2 separate regions of the Sus scrofa genome follow, and region 2 is linked to region 1. Evidence: chromatin contacts called from public HiChIP or PLAC-seq data. All regions are on one chromosome and are shown on one strand. Each heading gives the region's core, a stretch centred on a gene start, on an enhancer-like site or on the middle of the called end of the contact. The rest is flanking DNA. Distances are from core to core; before and after follow the strand shown. Region 1 has its middle 25 kb from the start of NSMAF. Region 2 overlaps NSMAF (protein FAN).

Region 1 (5,501 bases), core at 1,406-3,905:
AAGAAAAAAAAAGAACTTCCCATGTGTCTAACAACATAAAAAAGAAGGGAGACCTATTCTTTAAAATGACATTAATGTGAACAAAGACATAACACAAAACCAAAGCACTTTCTCCTTCATTCCAGACCAAAATTTAGCCAAATTCATTAACAATAGAAATATGAAATTCATTCTGCAGAATATGTTTTATAGTTCTAGGAGAAAGAATAGCCATTTGCTAGAGTGGTTACAAGCTCCCTACCCCAAACTCTCCTGTCCTTTTCCTGACAGTCACCAGTTGTGTAATTAGTCTTAATTTGTAAGCAGAGCATCACTGCGTTGCAGTCTACTGCAAACATAACTTCTACTATTTTGCTTTGGTGAGCAGGTCTTAGCAATCACCATGAGATGGAATAGATGCTGATACTAGAGATGGATGTGTCATAATAGCTTTAAACCACCAGAAGGAGCTCTAAAGCAGGCTACTGAGAAATATTAGACCTGCTGGCAGAGAGAAGGAATAATGTATTGCCTACAAATGGAGAGTTTAAGCCCCATTAAAACTTAATAAAGAATTACAGAGTGGCTGAGGGAATTATAACACTAAAAAGTCTCCAGAAGACAAAATACAGGTGCCTACAGGCGTTAGGTTAGCACTGTATTTGGGTGTTTTTTTCAGAGAAAAAATACACAAGAAATACTGATTCAATTAGCCAAATAAGCCATGAGATTGTAAATGAGAGTAAATTTACACAGAGTCTTCTCAACTCTTCCATCTGCCAAAATATTCCTTTCAATGGAGTCAGCCTTTTGCATGAACTTTGGAAGACCATTTGAAAGATGCTGAAAATTTCCTTTACTCAGAAACCTCTCTTATGATTAACTCCTGGTACCTGAAATTCAGAAGGCTTACATCCCACCTTAAGAGCTTTAATTAAGTTGTAACGTTCTTCATGTCATTGAGTAAAGGCTTTACTGTTACTTGAAGGGCTGATAGTGGGTTTTGGCCATCGTTAGCTTAAACAGTGTAATCTTTTTCTATATATCATGATAGGAAGGCAAGGCTTTGAAGAGTAACCTGATGATGATTTTTAATTACTGGGAGAAGGCCAGGTGTCCAAAGTCCTGTCTGTAGCCAGTGGAATATTCTGTTAGGAAATCTGCCAGGAGCATGGGGAGAGAGAAGAGTATCAACCACACAGTATCAGCAAAGATGCACAGAGAAGGTAACAAACTCCCTGACTGGTTTGCTTGCTCCTGGCTATCATGAGAAAGCTCCCCACAGGTAGTTTAACCATCAGAAACTGATGCTCACGGAGTTCCCATTGTGGCTCAGCAGTAACGAACCCGACTGGTATCCATGAGGACTTGGGTTTGATCCCTGGCCTTTTTCATTGGGTTAAGGATTCAGTGTTGCCATGAGCTCTGCTGTAGGTTGCAGATGCGGCTCAGATCTAGCGTTGCCGTGGCTGTGGTGTAGGCTGGCAGCTACAGCTCCAATTTGACCCCTAGCCTGGAAATCTCCATATGCTGTGGGTGTGGCCCTAAAAAGATTTTAAAAAAAGAAAGAAATCGATGCTCACAGTTCTGGAGACCAGAAGTCCAAGACCAAGTAGTCGGCAGGTACGGTTTCTTCCAAGGCCTCCCTCCTGTGCCCCTGATGGCTGCCTTCATCCTACGTCTTCATGTGTGCATGCCTGTGTCCGAATTTCCTCTTCTTATCAGGACACACTGGGTATAGTGGGTAAAGGCCCACCCTACTGACCTCATTTTAGCTAACTCCCACGTCTCCAAATATGATCCCTTTCTGAGGTCCTGAGGGTGAGAACATCAATGTACAAATTTAAGCGGGACACAGTTCAGCCCATAACACTCCCCTCTCTCTCTAAAATTCTGCAGGGCAGAAGGGGGCGGAGGGGGTGCTAAGAGGCAGTGGAGAAGGCTTGTGTTTTGGAGTTAGGCCTATATTAAAATGCCAGCTTAGGAATTCCCTGATGGCGCAGCAGGTTGGGTTGGCATTTCACACTGTGCTGCAGGTTGGATCACTGACCCAGGAAGTTCTGCATGCTGCAGGCACGGCCAAAAAAAAAAGAAAAAAAAAAAATTGCCAGCTTATTTCCTAGCAGTGTGACCTGGAGAATTCACTTAGCTTGGAATTCTTAGCCTCCTTTGTGAAATAAAGTTAGAAATACCCTTCTTGCCAGGTGGTGGTGAAAGTGGGAGGCGATGATTAATGTGAAAACACGGGCTCAGACTTTCTCAGGTGTGGACTGACTCCTTCTGAGGCTTCCCTGCCCTGGAGGGAGGAATTCATCCTCAGCAGAGCCAACGAGGCCATGTGCCCTGGCTCCGTCCCACCAGCAGGGCCTGGCTGGGGTGCGAGGGGCCTGAGCCACAAAGAGTTTTAGATGTGAGGGATTCAAAAACTACGGTGTGTTTTACGTGTTTATTTAGTAAACTGATGCGTTAAACACTCACACATGCTGTGACTATACACACAACCTCTACTGGAGATGAGGTCAAGAGACTAAATTCGAGGCTCTGGGGAACTTGAAGTCACAGATTCCCTGAGTCTATGCTACTGCCGCTCTGGCTTCTTTCACTTCCTCCCGCCAGGCTCCCTCCTGTTCAGGCTCTTCAGTCACCACCCAGGGCAGGCCACCCCCACAACCCCCTCCCCCCAGCCCTTCCGGGTGAGCCTCCAGCGAGTGTCTCGCCCACAGATGACGTCAACCTCACAGGGCTGCATTTGTCATAAAATAACCCATTACATTGCGTTGGACTTTTGTCCTCTGCCTCTCCTTCGAGAATATAGGCTCCCCTCGAACAGGAACCTGTTCTCTCTCTCTCTCCACCGTCTGTCCGCAGAGTCAGGTGGAGGGCACCCGGTGAGCTAGCGCACAAACCATCCCTGAGCCCATCAGCAGGTGAATTTAATGTGAATGGAGCTAGCTATTCAGGACCCATCCTCCAGAAACAGGCTTTGATCCCCTCATCCTCAAGGGTCAACGTGTAGCTACTTCCATTTTCTCCAAAACAATCCCTGCAAAACCCCAGAGTTTGCAGTATCCTTATACTCATGCATCCACACAGATCATTGAAGGACAGGTAGTTGTGATGAGTGGGTCGAGGGCTTAAACATCACCAACAGTGCAGATGGTACGACTTTTTATTCACTGATGATAAAGGCTGGAAATTATTTCATTCAAAGAATACCATCTTCTAGCATCTGTTGGCTGATGAAATCTGTGGATCAAAACAAAACAAAACAAAAAAAGCCATTTTCCTGAAGCTGTACCATTTCGATGGTTCATTTTCACAGTGGTAAGCTGGCACAGCAGAAAGATGTATACGTCTTTGTTCATTTTTCCTAGGAAATATCTATTTATGGGTAAAGAAACACAGACCAAGATACTGGAGCCGCCAAAAGAGCATTCCACTCTGGTTCCCAGAACCCGGTGTCCTGTCTGTATGTGGAATGTCTCCCCCACAGTCATTTTTACCCAAATAGCTCACACAGTTGAACTGGGAGTCCCAGGGGGTCCAGAAAATTGTTTACCTTTATTCTGACCATTAGTGTGCTAATGAGTATCCATCACCCCCCCCCATACTGGAAGCAAATTGCTGCTAATTACATAATGATCATCTATGTAAGTATAACTACTAAAATTTAAAACCAGGAGACTGGGGCATTACCAACATAAGAAGAATAGGAAGTCTGGCTCCTGTGGCCCATGTGAGCTAGAATTATATGCAGTTGGCCTAAGGAAAGAGGAAAAGGGAAAGATTCAAGACCTGGGCAATTTATTCATTCAACAAATGTGAGCTCCAGGGAGTTCCTGCTGAGGTGCAGTGGGTTAAGGATCCAGTGTTGCCGCAGCTCTGACATAGGTCAGAATTGCTGCTCAGATTGGATCCCTGACCAGGGAACTTCTATATGCTGCAGGTGTGTGGCCATAAAGAAAAGAGGGGGAGGGAGTTCCTCTGTGGCTCAGCGGGTTAAGGACCTAGCATTGTCACTGCAGCAGCTGGTGTCGTCGCTGTGACACAGGCTCGATCCCTGGCTGGGGAACTTCACATGCCCCATGCAAGGCTGGGGGGGGGGGCGGTCAATGCCACACCTGCTGCAAGTTGGGCTCTGTCCTGGGTGTGGCAGTGGAAGCACCCTTACCGCCCTAGAGAGATGGGCAAGAGGGCTTCTGGAGCAGTCTCAGGCTGTCTCCAAACTGCCCACAGAGCATCAGGGGCTACCTGACTCTCCTCTCCCTTCTGCTTGCATTCCAGGTAGCACTACCCAAGAGCGAGGGCTCAGGTGCCAAACTCTGCCAGCCGGTGTTTGCAGCAAAGTAAGGGTTTATGTTCAGGGCACCAAGCATGGGAGAGAAGACAGGTCTCTGATCCGCTCCAACTTGGTCTTGGAGTTGGGGGTGTTTTTAAAGGGGAAGAGCAAAACGCTAGGATTAATCACTGTCTTGAGACATTTCTCAGGATGTCGGAATGTCTGGTTTATGATTCTCTGGCCAGGTGGTCTTTGGCTGAGGGGTGCTGGAGAAACAAGGTGACTTTGTACGATAAGGGTGATGTGGACAGCGGCAATTTTAATCAGCTGATCTGGTTGATTAGTGTTCAGTTAGCACAGGATTGAAGTTAGAAGGGACGCAAAAAGAAATGAAGTTTTGGGAGGACAGAGTAATGGTAAACTCCTAAGGGAACTCGGTCTTAGGGGGCCGGTGTGGGCAGCTCTGGGTTTGCTGTGGCTTGTGCTGTTTTCCTGTCCTCAGCAGAACTGGCCCCTTTTCCCAAATGCGCATGCGCACTGTCCCTGTTGTGTATCCTATGCAGTGACGTCACCATCTGCTCCAGAGTCTTCTGTAGTGATTTTTGCCTCCTTTCTTCCCAACTTCCATTTCCCATGGGTTATCTTTTCAAATATACAATAGCTCGTTCGCTCAACTCTCTTTTCCAACCCCAAACTGTGTGCGGGCTCTCCGCAGCCAATTGCATAAACCTAAGCTCACCCTCAGGCCTGCCTCTGTGCCCCCCTCCCCCGGCTCCCCCCGGCGCCCCCCACCTCTGCTCTCATGCTCACACCTCCTGTGCCACGTTCGTTCCTCAGTCAGGCCCTGGTCTTCCATGATCTGTTCTTTCAGTCGTCCTGAGACACCTTCCTCTCCCTCTCTGCCTGGAGAAATCCAATTTGTTTTAAGGCCTAACTCCTTCCTGAACTACTTGGTAGAAGAAAGTTGCTGCTTCTTCTGGGCACCTCGCAGTCCTTTGTTCAGACTTCAGTGGCAGCATAGACAGCGTTGGTTCTATTTAATAGTGTACACGCCTGTCTGCTCTGCTAGATTATACATTCTTTGAAGACATGCAATCATTTTACTGCATGTCTCCATATTTCCATCTGGCCTAGGGTTTTAGCACGATGCTTAGTAAGTATTCTACAGTGATTTTTTTTTTTTTTTGGAATTTCTTGGGCCGCTCCTGTGGCATATGGAGGTTCCCAGGCTAGAGGTCGAATC
Region 2 (5,318 bases), core at 2,196-4,695, 56 kb after region 1:
CGTAGCTGCTTGATGGCTTGGTGAATTTCCTTCCTTTTATTTTTAAAACAGTGGTCCTTACACTGGATTCATGGTATCTCGAAGTGGTGGCCACTGCGGCTGTGGACCTGTCTCTGGTACCATCCTCCACGTCATTCAGGCTTTTCTCGTAACATCCCGACTTCCCTGTCTGCTTCTCGGGAGCACTGCCGGCATCACCAGTGGCACTTCGTGTGGGTCCCATGGTATTATTCAGGGTTTACAGTAATACACTAAACACGAGGAAAAATGGATGAGAACCATTACCGAGATACAATTCGCTGTAGAGACAGCTGCTTAGGCGGAGATGGACAGCGTCACGCGACCTTTTGAGGCTCCTCTCGACACTTAACCTCAGCGCAGTAGCACAGGAGGTGGCCTTGGAGTTGTGACAGCGTTCGGTGTGCACTGTGGTCACTACTCTGCCGCTGGGACTTAATGCGGCATCTTCACGTTTGTTTACATGTCTCACAACCACGAAGAGCACCGTGTCCAGTCTGTGTGTGGGTTTTGATAGGTTTGTGTACATTTTGTGGTTGTAAACGATAAGAGACTAGTGTCCACATGTTTTATGGACTCAACCACCTACCTTTTTATTTTTTTGCTTTTTAGGCCCACACCTGTGGCATATGGAGGTTCCCAGGCTAGGGGTCAAATCAGAGCTACAGCTGCCAGCCTACACCACAGCTACAGCAACACAGGATCTGAGCCTCATCTGCAACCTACACTGCAATTCACAGCTACACCGGACCCTTAGTGAGGGAGGCTAGGGATTGAACCTGCATCCTCATGGATACTTGTCACATTCTTTTCCACTGCACTCCAACTGAAACTGTGACATACCTTTTTTTAATTTTTTCTGTATTTCTAAGCCCTGCAGTTCATCTTCTTTCAAATTGCCCCAAATCTCCACAACTTCCCAATGTATTTATTGAAAATGGAGTTCTCCTGTGGCTTAGCGGGCTAAGGATCTGGTGTCACTGCTGTAACTCGGGTTTTGATCCCCGGCCGCGGGCGAGGTCAAAACATGGAAAGAGTGCGCATAGAAGTGAACCCGTGCAGTTTAAACCCATGTTGTGCACAGGTCAACTGCACTCGGTTCACCTCCGGGTGTTTAAGGAAGTGGAGAGGAGCGGCGATCACTAGCGCTGTCTCTGCCGTGAGTTCACCACCGTCACCTTTAAAAAGCGAGCGCGGGGAGTTCCCGTCGTGGCGCAGTGGTTAACGAATCCAACTAGGAACCATGAGGTTGCGGGTTCGGTCCCTGCCCTTGCTCAGTGGGTTAACGATCCGGCGTTGCCGTGAGCTGTGGTGTAGGTCGCAGACGCGGCTCGGATCCTGCGTTGCTGTGGCTCTGGCGTAGGCCGGTGGCTATAGCTCCGATTGGACCCCTGGCCTGGGAACCTCCATATGCCGCGGTGAATTTCCTTCCTTTTATTTTTAAAACAGTGGTCCTTACAAGAAATAGCAACAACAACAAAAAGACAAAAAATAAATAAAAAGCGAGCGCGGTAGGGCCTCTGCTCTCTGCACAGCCCCAGCTCCTTGAGGTGTTTGCACATGAATCATTCTGTGATCAAGTGGGAGTGGGGACGTCATGGGACACAGAGACAGATTGCTTTAGGATTGATGCAAAGCGTCGAGCTTCATGGGGTGAACGGTCGGGAGCAGAGAGCCTCCCTGTGGCTTTTGGGTCACTTAACCCTCTCGTTCATGGGCCTTGTTACTGGGTATTGAAGATGATGTTATGAAAGCTGGGAGACACCGGTTCGGTGATTTTTTTTCTAGGCCTGCTTTCCTTGATTCTAGTGACTTTAGGGGAGAAGATATTGCAGAGGCTGGCTTGGATTTCCTGTCCCTGGGGTAGGTGAATGCAGTCACCACCATCTGTTCTGTCGGGGAAGGAACACCATTACTGACAGTCCCGGCCCCCTGCTGTGTTCTTGTTATGTCTATAGTGTCATTCTACACGTGGCTTTGTTCTAGAACATCGATATCTTGAAAGGAGTAAGTCCTTTTTCACTTGGAAGTTCAGGTTCAACGATAAAATTAAAACGTTAATAAACGTAAAGATTAAGCCCCCAAATCCGTGCACCTCCTTCGATGGCTAAGTAAGAGGTCTTGTATCCAACAAACTCAAAACCAACTTAATCTCGGGGTGACGAGACATAAGCTAGCCTTTCCAGTCTTGAGCTTCCTGGTTTAAGCACACCACCCAAAAAACCCCCTCAACTTCCATGTGTGTTTGGTTACTTACCAGGTCACAGGGTTTCGGAGAAATGCGTTATGGTTCTTAAGGCTTTAGAGAGTTTTGCTGGCAGAATAAAAAGGGTGTATGTGAATAGTGCTCATGCATCCTGTGAGAATTTTATTCAAGGCTTTGGAAATAAGAGAACAAAAATATGTGTCCCCCTACCTTCAGTGGGGAACAGACAGCAAGCAGGTATCTTCTATAGTGTCAGGGATGATAAATGCATGCAGAACATGAAAGCAGGACGGAAGGACAGCACGAGGAGAAATGCAGGTGCTGCTTTGGATCTAGTGGTCAGGGAGCCTGGAGGCTGGAGGAGGGGGAGCCTCACTGTGACCATGACCCCGCCACGGGGTTCCGGGTGCAGCAATGCCAGAGGGGCCCTGCGGCAAGTGTGTCCTGGGCAAGGGGCAGCCTGGTGGGGGGTGAGAGAGGGGCGGGGAAGGCAGGTTGGAGCAGGGCAGGGTCCTTGTCGGGGAGGAGTTAGAATAGGACAGGACCCAAGGGGCCTGTCTGCTCTGTGTCTGAGCCACGCTGGAGGCTGGATGGAGACCCCGCTCAGGAGGGGTGAGCACGGGGAGTGTTGGGCTCTGGAGCACAGGGGGACAGCAGTGGGAGTGAGAGATGCTCAGAGTCCAGGCGTGTTCCCAAGCTAAGCCAAGCCTGACAAGCCCTGATGGTGAGAAGGCGAGAGGTCCTGGCCAAGGCCAGCCGGGTGGACAAGGGGACCCCTTACTGCAACCAAGAAGCCTGGGAGGAGCAGGCTTTGTGAGAATGTGACCACCCCGAGGAGGAAGAGGGGGCTGGTGGGCATTCAGGGGCCCAGGCTGGGTTTCAGGGAGAGGTTGAGACCATGGCCCACTTCCACTTACTTACATTAGGCCCTGGGGGCGGTTTCCCAGACTGAGGGAAGCGGCTGGGCAGAGAGCAGGGGCCCAGGACGACAAGCAGCACTGCTGAAGTCACCAGCAGCAGGTGAGGGGAGCCAGCTGGAAAACTGCTCCAGGGAAAGCCATCAGCTCTGTCGCATCTGAGAAACCGAATCAAGAAAGTCCCGAGAGAGAGTCGGTGACACGGTGACCTTGTGCCTTCTTTCTGACCTTGCCAGGAGCAATCACAGTAACACAGGATTGGAGGAAATCTGTCGTGGGCCCAGGAAAGTACAGTCAACTCTTGCAAAGAGTTTTGCTACAAAAAGGGAACAAATGGCAAAAGAAGGATGTGAAACCAAGAGAGCGTTTTTAATCTGTGTTTTAAGTGGGAGAAAGTGCAGCGTGTAATCCTAAGAGCTAGGGTTTTGGATAGCCGCCAGGTGGGGGGTCCTGTTGTGCGAGCAGAGCTGCTGGTGTGGGAGGCCAGGCAGACCCTCCCTCAAAACCTGAGGGAGGGCGGGATGAAGGGTACAGGTGCCAGCAAGTTGCTGGCTCTGGTGGGGGTGTTGCATGTTTGACACGGTTACTGGTACCTGGTGTGAGGACAGGTATCCTGGGGGGTGTGTGTGTGAAAACACTGAATGCCTGCCGCCTCTAGGGAAGAGAAATTTCTTTGTTAATGAATGAATTTCATACCTCAGTGACTTTGTTTTACCCACTTCTTAGATTAGCTTCCTTCACTTGTCTACCTTGGTCCAAGTGATGACATTCATAGGACATCTTAGACCTTGTGTTTATCCAGTCATGGGTGCTACCTTATTGTCTTGATCAATCTTTTTAATGTTTATTTTATCAGAACTTTAAAGCCATGCTATTGTTAATGCAAGTGTGTTTGGAAACAGATTCAGTAACAATGACTTAAATTTGATTCATAACCTCCTAATCTATAGTAACTCATTACAATGACAATGTTTAATTTATCTTTCTCAGGTATATTTCATTAAAGAACACAACATTGTTGCACCATATAAAATAGAAAGGGTAAGTAAAACTTTTCATTTATCCTCAGCCGTTTAAATAATGATTTTGCACATTAAGATTCTGTGTGTCTATTAACTTTAATGAAATATAATGTGTTTAAAAGCCTGTTGCTTAACAGTTATAGCAAAATTCCCCAAGGGAACCACAGACTTTAGGCCAAGAGACTTAATTCGCTTTTTAACTTTAATGTCTCTTATAGAAAGAAAGCTTAAAAGTGTGGATTAAAAGTTGAACTCAGTTGCATCGTCTGTAAGATTTATTTATTGGTTATCACGAGAACTTCTTTCAAATATTTGAAAAATGTCTCTAGGCTACACCCTTACTTAAGAGCTCAGTAACTTACAAATTCTCCCGATAGGGCGGAGGCTCTGAGTGAACATGCACACGGGACTTGTCCGGTGAGCCCAGGCGGTACACTCAGCCATTCTGGGCTTCATGCAGTGCCTTGTGCTTCCGCTCAGTGGGTACAGGGCTGACTCCTAGCAGAAGAGCTCTCACAGGACCTAGAGGCCAGTGCTCCTTGTAACGACACCTTGAATTAGGAAGGCCACCCTTGCTGAGCAGATGCTGTCCCTCAGGCTGGATCCCAGTCCTGGTCACAGGCAGCCGCCTCTGCAGTTTATGTACAGGAAGCGCTTGGCTGCTCCAGTCTGTCAGGAACGGTGAAAACTGGAGAGCGAGTTACTCTCAGGCGGTGCCGTTGGCCTTTGGGGAAGGAGGGGCCATCTCTATACGACAGCCTGTTCCCACCCACTGAAGGACCTGTCTCTGCCTTGGGTGGCACCTCCACTCACTGACAAAAGTCCTGTGGGGGTGGTGGGACCCCCCCCCAGGTTGAGCCACCAGCTGGTGCGCCCTCCCTGCCAAGGCTCCCGGGACACCCCCTCAGTGCAAAGCTGCTGAAGGACGCATAGGAGGAAGGTTTTCTGAAGCAGAGAGATGCTCCTTCGCTTCAGTGTGAGTTGGGACACCGAGGGCCTTTCAGGTTAAAAGTGGGGGGACCATGACGTTGAGGATGACAATGAGATGATGGAATAGGAAGCCCAGATGCTCATGCTTCTCACAAGAGACCGATTCCTTTGTGAAACGAGTGTGGAGCGCCCTGCGCCCCAGGTTAGCCCGAAGTGAGCCACGTT

What was found. HiChIP or PLAC-seq counts read pairs in DNA pulled down with a chosen protein or histone mark.
Region 2: a contact with region 1 is called in an H3K27ac HiChIP or PLAC-seq map of alveolar macrophages. The contact joins two enhancer-like sites. A contact is called at or near these places in 8 of 47 Hi-C or Micro-C datasets (blood, embryonic fibroblasts, fetal heart ventricle and 3 more) and 2 of 2 datasets of contacts at active chromatin or transcription factors (alveolar macrophages and skeletal muscle).

What each region holds. Positions count from the first base shown.
Region 1 is chr4:74,203,401-74,208,901 of Sscrofa11.1, forward strand. No RefSeq gene overlaps it. Among named protein-coding and RNA genes, the nearest start is that of NSMAF, 25 kb to the right of the region's middle. Within about 2 kb of position 2,656, at least 28 of the 83 cell types and tissues checked have an H3K27ac peak or open chromatin away from gene starts, as enhancers often do. A contact at or near this core is called in alveolar macrophages, where this site is marked.
Region 2 is chr4:74,258,181-74,263,498 of Sscrofa11.1, forward strand. It overlaps NSMAF (protein FAN), which reads left to right. Exons shown (of 31, transcript XM_021089346.1): 6 at 4,132-4,182. Among named protein-coding and RNA genes, the nearest start is that of NSMAF, 29 kb to the left of the region's middle. Within about 2 kb of position 3,446, at least 9 of the 83 cell types and tissues checked have an H3K27ac peak or open chromatin away from gene starts, as enhancers often do. A contact at or near this core is called in alveolar macrophages, where this site is marked.